Linked DNA regions of Mus musculus: all the other regions are linked to region 1. The links are chromatin contacts, called in public HiChIP or PLAC-seq and Micro-C maps. All regions are on one chromosome and are shown on one strand. The core of a region is the stretch at or near the end of the contact, and the rest is flanking DNA. Distances in the headings are between cores, read along the strand shown.

Region 1 (2,725 bases), core at 205-2,704:
TGCTGGGAATTGAACCTGGGTCCTCCGGAAGAACAGTAAGTGCTTTAATCACTGAGCCATTTGTTCCGAGCCCTGGACCCACAAACTAAACTTAAGAACTCTTTGGTAATCAGAAAAACTACTGGACTTCCTTCCAAAAACACTGCACGTCTGCCTAAAAGTTGAAACAGCTCACCCAGTTTCATGAATAACCCTGGATCCTAAAATGTTCTACTTGAGTCAACCCCCAGGTTAAGGACCCCTGGTAGGCTTGAATAAACACATCTTATAACACATGCTGCCTTCAAAGCCTGTTTACAGACGGTGATAAATAAGAAAATAAATAAATAGGAATTCATTGAAAAGAACTACTGCCTTCAAAGACTAGTTAAGTCTGTTTACTAGAGGTGGTATACCTGGGCAGGGTTGGGAAAGGTGATTAGTGAGTCCTTTAGTCCAACAAGCAGTATCCTAGATCCGGGGCTCAAGAGCTTCAAGGCCAGAGAGACAATGGGACTTTGAGGGATTTGTTCTGAAACAGGATTCACTGTAACTCAGGATAGCCTCAGATTCTCTATGTAGCAGAGGCTGGTCTTGACGTTTTGTTTCACCAAACGCTGCAACCACCGTCAAGCTTACCTGTCTCTAAATTGTGGTCTTGGATTGATTCTGACTGAATTTCCCAGACGCGGGTTGTCAGGGCATGATCAAGGGAAACCCAGGCCACAGGTGCAGTCCCTGGGTCACCCAGGAAGAGCTTGCGGAATGTCCTGTCTGTGAGTGCCCTCTGCTGGGAACGCTCGGTCCCGCTACGGGACTGCGGCTGCGCACTGGCACCACGGGGCGGCGCAGACTTCTTGGGTGTAGTGCATAACCCAGCGGACTGCCTAGCCTCGGTAACTCCAGTAATGCTCTCTAATATTGTTCATCGTGCCTTCCCTCCGACCCCTCAGACCCTCTGCTTCTCATCATGACTTTGACCACCAAACCGTACTCTAGGCTCCTAAGGCTAGTCGTAGAAACATCGGAGCACCCGTTGCATATATGAAACATGTTTCTCACGACTGAACCGAGTGTTTCGATTATAATTCCAAGGCAGAAAAGGATGCAGGCACGTCGCGGCAAAGAGAAAATGGACACCTGGGTGGTGAGGAAAAAACGGGAGCGCCCAGAGTCTAGCTCCGCACAGCGACCTCACAGTGTTAAGTGCCCGGTACCCTGGATTTAGCAGGGCCAGCCCACTCTGCAGCAAAATTAAGCAAAGCCAATTCCTCCCTGTGTTGGAGAGTTGGCACCAGTGACGCTCTAGACTTGAGCAAAAGGACGCCTGCTAAAGCGTTGATCAGGGTTGGGGCCCTTGCCTAGCAAGCATGGGGCTCTGGGTTCCTAAGAAAACTGAGCCCAGGATGTGAGCCACGTGGTGGCTTTTGTCCGGTCTTCCCGGGACCACGGGCGCCAGCAGGGGGCGAGACGTTCCTTTTAACCCCGCTCAATTGAAGTTAAAAATAGAAGCTGAGTTCAACTGAAAAGCATGAGACAGCAAACGTAGAGAAACTTGATCAGGCCGATATGAAGTAACATTTCCAAATACGGCAGTAAGGGCATGAGACAGAGCAAACGTGGAGAAACTTGATCAGGTCGATATGAAGTAACATTTCCAAATACCTCAGTAAGGTAAGCAGCTTCGGCAGGAGCGCTGCTCTAGGAAGTGAATGAAAACTTCGAGGTGTAAAAAATGTTAAGTTCCAAGTCAGACATCAAATGAACTTTCAGGGATTAAAATGGTAAATGTTTTAAAGACAAAGACACGCAATATCAATTAGAGTAAACGTTTTATCTGTGGATAAATATTGGAATTCTCCAGCTTTAAATAACAAAATATTACAAGGGAATTCAAAACCATGAACACTAAACAGAGTTTTAAAAAGTAATAATAATAGCCTGAGAAAAACTGTCTCCAACAAAATTCAAGCTGAGAGTATCTCAAATGAATAAAACTTTATACAGAAAAACAAACCAGAACTGGGTGGTAGTAGCACGTGCCCTTACAGTCAGCACTTGGGAGTCAGTCACCTTTCTGAGTTCGAGGCCACCCTGTTCTACAGAGTAAGTTCCAGGACAGCCAGGACTACACAGAGAAACCCTGTGTAAAACAAAACAAACAAACAAAAAAAAACTCACAACCAAACAACCCCCCCCCCGCCAGCCTCCTACATAAAACAGATATATTGGTGATAGCCTGTAATCTAGCACCTCAAAATCAGAGAATGTGAGTTTGAGGCTAGCCTGAACTGCACAACAAGACTCTGTCTCAAAAGAAAACAAACAACAAACAAAAACAAAAAAGAAAAAAAAAAACGCTAACAAATCTAATAAGATGGGTGGGTAGCACCGCCCATCTGAGAGGTAGGGCAGGTAATTAGGAGTTCAAAACTGCCACTTTTTCTCCCCTCCTGTATTTTTATTTATGTGTATATGTGTACACCATGTGCATGCAGTGCCCACCAAAGGCAGGAGAGGGCGTTAGAGTCCTCTGAGACCAGAGTTACAGATGGTTGTGCGTTACCAAGTGAGCCCTGGGAATTGAACCTGGGTCATAGGGAAAACTGAGCCGCCAGTGCTCTTAGCAACTGAATCAGCTCTCTAGCCCCTAACGATATGATAATTTTAAAAACAGACTCTTGAGCTATATAGGCCAGAATAGGGCACTGGATTCCCTGGAACTGGAGTTGCAAACAGTTGTTAA
Region 2 (3,063 bases), core at 200-2,699, 150 kb after region 1:
TAAGAGACAGGGTTTCTCTGTATAGTTCTGGCTGTCCTGGAACTCACTTTGTAGAGCAGGCTGGCCTGGAACTCAGAAATACTCCTGCCTCTTCCTCCCAAGCGCCGGGATTAAAGGCGTGCACCACCACCGCTCGGCTAAGATTTCTTTAAACAAGGGTTTCTTTTTGCATTAAAAAAAAAAAAAGATACTTATATGTGTGTATAAAGCGTGCATATACAATTTAGTATTTGTGTATATGCAGTATACATATATATGTATATGAACACACACACACCAAAACACTGAGACTCAAAGAGACCTTACAGAGGCCTTTTTATAAACCTATTAAATTCTTACTAATATATAAAATAGCCAAGTTCAGAAAAAAAGAACGCTGATGAAATCAGTACAATAGAATATCAATATAACAGTTTTCCAAGGGGCACTGCCCAAAACACGTGGAAGAGAAACCAACTCTCCACTAATGTTGCATATGAAAGCTCTATAGGCTCTAGATTATCTCACTTGACCATCACAGCAACCGTACGGCCTAATTTCATGAATGAGTACAACTCAGGATCTGGAGGTGAGACTTGCCCAAGGTCACTCACTCCAGAAATCATTGAGGCTGCTATACCTAGAAGGTCGCACTTTATCTGACCCGTTCCACTACATCATCCCGCCTCCCAACTGTGGTACTAGGACAGTACCAGAGCGGGGATCGCACAGTGTAACCCACACTACCCCTGCCCTACCAGATCTGAAATCTGTCCCTAGCACCTCGCCGGCGAGAAGAAAGTTGTACCGGACAGGCAGGTCACTGATCCGCCAAGAGCACACACAAGGCTGTCAGGCGCAGCCCCCAGTGGACTAGCTAGCCTCCCCAGGAACCCCGGCCGACCGGGCGCCGGAAAGACTGGTCTGGGACACATCTCTACACCCTCCCAGTTTGTCTCGCCCCCTCCCGAGAGCAAACTGGGAGACAGCCAGAGGGCGGCGGGCCACGGGAGCCGGCCATGTGTCCAGACCGTCACGCCCGCCTAGCTCGGCCGGCTCCACACGCCCAGACCCGGGCCAGAGGCCCACTCGGAAGCCGACCGAGTGGCGGCCTGGACGCCGCGTCCCCACAGTGGAGCCTGGCACGGCGGTCAGATCTCCGCCCAACCTCTCCAAATGGGCTCGTCGGAGCTGTGCTCCGCGTCTCCAGCCAGGCCTGGAAGTCTTGGCCTGCCGGCCCACAAGCCCGCAGCAGCCGCTAGCCGGCCGTCCTTACTTCATTGAGCTGGCGCTCAGCGGCCTCGCGCAGGGCTGGGTCCATGGTGCCCCGGAGGGCCTCGATGATGGTGTTGGGATCCATCGCCGCGCGGTCGGTCAGACCCGGGACACCGGTGCTACTGAGGCAGAAATAGCGCCACTCACTGCGCACATGGACCGGCCGCGCTCCGCAGCGGCAACCGGCGCGAAAGGAAAGAGAAGCGCCAAGGCCCCGGATAGAACCTTCTCGCCTCGGCGTGGAGGCGGGAGATGCTCCGGCCACTTCCTGTCAAGTCTCCGGCGGAGCACCCTGGGAAATGTAGTCCCCAAACGCGGACACGGCCCACGTGGCTGGCTCCCACTGTAGTCAGTGAAAGGGACAACGTTCAAACGCCACAAAGAGAAAAGTAAAATAGTTACAAAATTTTATATGATATCCCTAGAGAATCTCAAGAAGTGTGTGATGCAATACGTTGTTACTAACTGTATAATTAAAAGAAATTTCTGTTTTGTTTTTGTTTTGTTTTTTGGTTTTTTGAGACAGGGTTTCTCTGTATAGCTCTGGCTGTCCTGGAACTCACTTTGTAGACCAGGCTGGCCTCGAACTCAGAAATCCGCCTGCCTCTACCTCCCAAGTGCTGGGAGAGTGCTGGGATTAAAGATATGCGCCACCACGCCCAGCTCTGTTTTGTTTTTTGAGACAGGCTTTTGACCTGAACTTGTTGCAATACCACTGCCTGAGCCTCCCAGATGGAACTTTCTCAACAATGATTTGAGATGAGTTTCTAAATGCCATAAAAACTGCTCCACTTTGATTCATTAATCTCATTTTGTAAGACTTTATCCTATATATTGAAGTTGTGCCTTATTAATGAGTGTTCAAATCTCAGCTACGTCATTATATAAATTATTTCTAAATTCAGAATAAATGCATAATGTCCATTAAAACTCCCTGTGTATGGATATTTAAACCTCTAATTCAGTAGTTCTCATCTTGTGGGTCTGTGGATCGTGACCCCTTTGTTGAATATCAGCTATCCTCTGCATATCAGATATTTACAGTATAATTCATAGCAGTAGCAAAATTGCAGTTATAAAGTAGCAATGAAAATGCTACTATCATGGTTGGGAATCATCATAATATAAGTAACTATATTGAAGGATTGCAGCAGTGAAAATATTGAGAACTACTGTCATACATCTCAAATCATTTTACCTTTAGAAATCAAATCAATTTTCAATTAGAATCTAAGGGAAGCTATATACTGAGCTTCAGGCAGGCCTGAGCTACAATGTTTGAACCTGTCTCACAAAGGAGCAACAGGGAGCTGTAGAAATGACTCAGTGGTTAGGACCTTATGTTCTTGAAGAAAGCAGGAATTCAGTTCTCTGTGTACAACATACTGTCCTTAAATTTGTAATCCTGCTCCACCCCACAAGTGCTGTACTACCATACTTGATTATAAATTCTCATGAAATAAGAATATTTTGGCCGGGCGTGGTGGCGCATGCCTTTAATCCCAGCACTTGGAAGGCAGAGGCAGGTGAATTTCTGAGTTCGAGGCTAGCCTGGTCTACAGAGTGAGTTCCAGGACAGCCAGGGCTACACAGAGAAACCCTGTCTTGAAAAACCAAAAAAAAAAAAAAAAAAAAAAAGAATATTTTGATTTTTTGCTTTAAATTCCTGCACTTAGAAGGCAGAGGTAGTCAGAATTCTGTGAGTTTAAAAACCAACCTGCTATACATATCAAGTTCTGCCTGGCTGCATACCCTGTCTCAAAAAAACAAACAAACAAAAACAAAAAGACCCTCAAAACAAAACTGTAT
Region 3 (2,866 bases), core at 128-2,627, 240 kb before region 1:
TCTGTCTCAGCTGCTTGTTGGGCCTCTCAGAGGACAGCCATGCTAGGCTCCTGTCTGTAAGACACATCAGTAATAGCGGAACCTCCACTTGAGAAGATGATCCCAAGTTGGGCTGGCCACTGCACCACCTTTCCCTCAGTCTCTTCTCCATTTTTGGCCCTGCAGTTCTTTTAAACAGGAACAATTCTGGATCAGAGTTTTTGTCTATGGGATGGCAACCCCATCACCACTTGATGCTATGTCTTTCTACCAGAGGTGGACTCTAAAATAAGTTCCCTCTCCCCACTGTCAGGCATCTCACCTGAGGTCCCTCCCTTTGTGTCCTGAGAGTCTCTCACCTCCCAGGTCTCTGGTACTTTCTAGAGAGTCCCCCTACTGTCACCCCTGAGGTTACACATTTTCATTCATTCTGCTAGCCTTCAAACCTTCTCTCCTGCCCCCCCATACCTGATCAGATAATTCACCGCTATTTTATATTTCATTTTTTCCTAAGCTACCTAGTCTAAGTTCTATAGTTAGCTCCATTAATGTACAATACCTTTGATTTTCATTTTTAAATGTTTAAATATAACAATTTTAAGAGATTCCAAAGTTTTATGAAATAGGACGGCTGGCCAAAACAGTTAAAAAGTATGCAGGATAAAAGTACTAAGTGCTTAGAGATGAATGGCAATTAAGATTACAAGGCTCACTTTCCAATTGTAGCAGAATAATTAAAGGTAAATTACATATTGAAGTTGAGAGTAAAGCATAAGTGTGCTAGTCCTTGCAAGTTCATGAATTGCCTGGTACATTTGTAACTGCAAGCCTGTTATGTTGCCACAGCACAGGGGACTCCAGAATGTGCTTTTGGGAACTGATTCCCAATAGATAACTGCACTGTTCTGGAATGCAATCGCTGTGTCAATAGCTGTAGCCTTATTGTTTTAGAAGTTTTCCATCTTTACCCTAATTAATGTCTCTAACGTGATTTGCGAGGAATTTTATATTTATATTTTGCAATCAGTGTTTGACTGGCAAAAAGTTTTTAGACATTCGCTACAATGTGTAAACATTTTGTAAAATAATAAATAGCTCTTCCTAATCTAAATGTTTTATGGTTGCTGGGCCTCTGCTAATTGGTCATGGATTGAAATCCACTGTTCTTTAATTTTTTAATTTGTGGGAAGTTTTTATAAATGAATGTGTAGAGCTTCATATCACAGCTGTTGTCACTTAAAGTTTGGACAGCATCATTACAAATGAAGGCCTGCTGTGAAGTCAAAGTCAAAAGGCATCTTGGCATCCCAACCATTTCCTTGGGAGAAGATTACAGCTCAAGTCTGTTGAACTTTATTGCCTTGGGCCTCATGACAGTCTTCAGAAACATGCAAAGCATTTCTGTTAAAGAAATTCAGATGTGCTGGGACATAGATGACATTCTTGAACATAGCAGTGTCCTAAGGGGGTAAAGAATAGTCAAGCGGGAAAAGATAAACAGTTTTTGCTCTGTCCCTGGATTATTTTATAAGATTTATGGAAATGATGGAGGCCTACATGATACCATATAGGAAAAAGGCGCAGGGTTCTCTATGTGGCCTGACCATATCTTAAGATAAAATCTAAATGTGATTCCAGCATAATGACTTAGCTTCAAAATCATCTTCCTGTTTGTGTGGGGTAGGTGTTAGGGTACAAGGCCCTGTGGATGCAAGGTAAGCACTGAAGTCATCTTTCATTCAGTTGGTTTTATTATTCACAGAGATTGTCTCTCTTCTTCTCCACTCCTGTCTCCTGGCATGTGTGTGCCTGAAAGAAAGACATAACTAAAATAGTTCCAGCACTTAACCCCATTTATAGCTGAAACTCTTTTTAATCTAAAGCCAAAGATCATTTGGTCCAATTTAATATCTATACAACAGGTATCCAGATTCCAGCACAAATCCTCATAGAGCTAGCATAAACAACATGGCTGCCCTCATGTCTTTGCCTTTTTATTTCTGGATCTTCATGTGTGGAGGGGAGGGGGTGTATGTGGGGATGGGCTGAAGCTAGGATCCATGTCTAGGAGAAAACATGTGCTATTTGTCTCTCTGCATCTGTGTCATCTCACTTAATATTTTTCAGTTCCATCAATTTTCTTGCAAATTTCATAATTTTATTTTTCCTCATGGCCAAATTGTGTGTGTGTGTGTGTGTGTGTGTGTGTGACCATTTTAGGCTAATTACTTTTCTTTATTGTTGAGAACAGAGTAGTGATAAATTTGCAAGTGTCTGTGGGTATGGAATACTTTGGGTATAAACCTAGGAGTATAGCTAAGTCTTAATGGTAGTTCTGTTCTTTGTTCTGTTTTGAGAAACCTGGAGGCTGATTTCCATAGTGGTTTACTAGTTTACATTTAATAATGGTGTCTCTTTCCCTGCATCCTTTCCAGGATCCTTTCCGGCATTTGTTATTTACTTGATAATAACCATTTTAACTAGGATGAGATGGAATCTCAAGTTTTAATTTGCATTTTTCTAATGGCTGTGGATGTTGAATACTTTTTAAAATACTTCATATGTTTGTTTCTTTTATCTATGTGTATGTCTGAACATCAGAACAGGGTATTGAGTCCCATGGCACTACAGTTATAGCCAATTGTTAAGCCTCCATGTGGTTGCTGGGAATTGAACTCAGAACCTCTGGAAGAGCAGCCAGTGCTCTTAACTGCTGAGCCATCTCTCCAGCACCTACCCCCCAATGTCTTAACCCATCTTTTGTAAACTGTCTCTTCTGATCCTTGCTCTGTTTGAGAGTTTGGTTTTGGTATTTTAATTATTCTGGTTATCTATACAGTCTAAATATGAACCTCCTGTCCAAAATAAGGCTGGCAAAAGTTTTCTA

The links. A called contact is a pair of places that touch in the nucleus more often than the background predicts. HiChIP or PLAC-seq counts read pairs in DNA pulled down with a chosen protein or histone mark.
Region 2: an H3K4me3 HiChIP or PLAC-seq map of the SCID.adh cell line shows a contact between it and region 1, with 19 read pairs. The contact joins the promoter of Ipo7 here to the enhancer-like site in region 1. A contact is called at or near these places in 1 of 15 datasets of contacts at CTCF or cohesin (CD8 T cells), 2 of 484 Hi-C or Micro-C datasets (CD4 T cells and embryonic stem cells), 7 of 115 datasets of contacts at active chromatin or transcription factors (the SCID.adh cell line, effector CD8 T cells, embryonic stem cells and 1 more) and 3 of 9 other capture datasets (adipose tissue, liver and pancreatic islet).
Region 3: a contact with region 1 is called in a Micro-C map of embryonic fibroblasts, with 8 times the contacts expected there. The contact joins two enhancer-like sites. A contact is called at or near these places in 2 of 484 Hi-C or Micro-C datasets (bone marrow-derived macrophages and embryonic fibroblasts) and 7 of 115 datasets of contacts at active chromatin or transcription factors (the 230-238 cell line, T-cell acute lymphoblastic leukemia, acute myeloid leukemia and 4 more).

The regions. Positions count from the first base shown.
Region 1 is chr7:110,163,025-110,165,749 of GRCm38.p6, reverse strand. No RefSeq gene overlaps it. Among named protein-coding and RNA genes, the nearest start is that of Wee1, 42 kb to the right of the region's middle. RefSeq lists an enhancer at 1-2,725. Within about 2 kb of position 1,454, at least 301 of the 459 cell types and tissues checked have an H3K27ac peak or open chromatin away from gene starts, as enhancers often do. A contact at or near this core is called in CD8 T cells, the SCID.adh cell line, adipose tissue and 5 more, where this site is marked.
Region 2 is chr7:110,016,701-110,019,763 of GRCm38.p6, reverse strand. It overlaps Ipo7 (importin 7), which reads right to left and starts at 1,449. Exons shown (of 25, transcript NM_181517.5): 1 at 1,256-1,449. The coding sequence starts at 1,339.
Region 3 is chr7:110,400,747-110,403,612 of GRCm38.p6, reverse strand. The region is part of intron 16 of Sbf2 (SET binding factor 2); the gene reads left to right. Among named protein-coding and RNA genes, the nearest start is that of Gm32861, 110 kb to the right of the region's middle. Within about 2 kb of position 1,377, at least 19 of the 459 cell types and tissues checked have an H3K27ac peak or open chromatin away from gene starts, as enhancers often do. A contact at or near this core is called in embryonic fibroblasts, where this site is marked.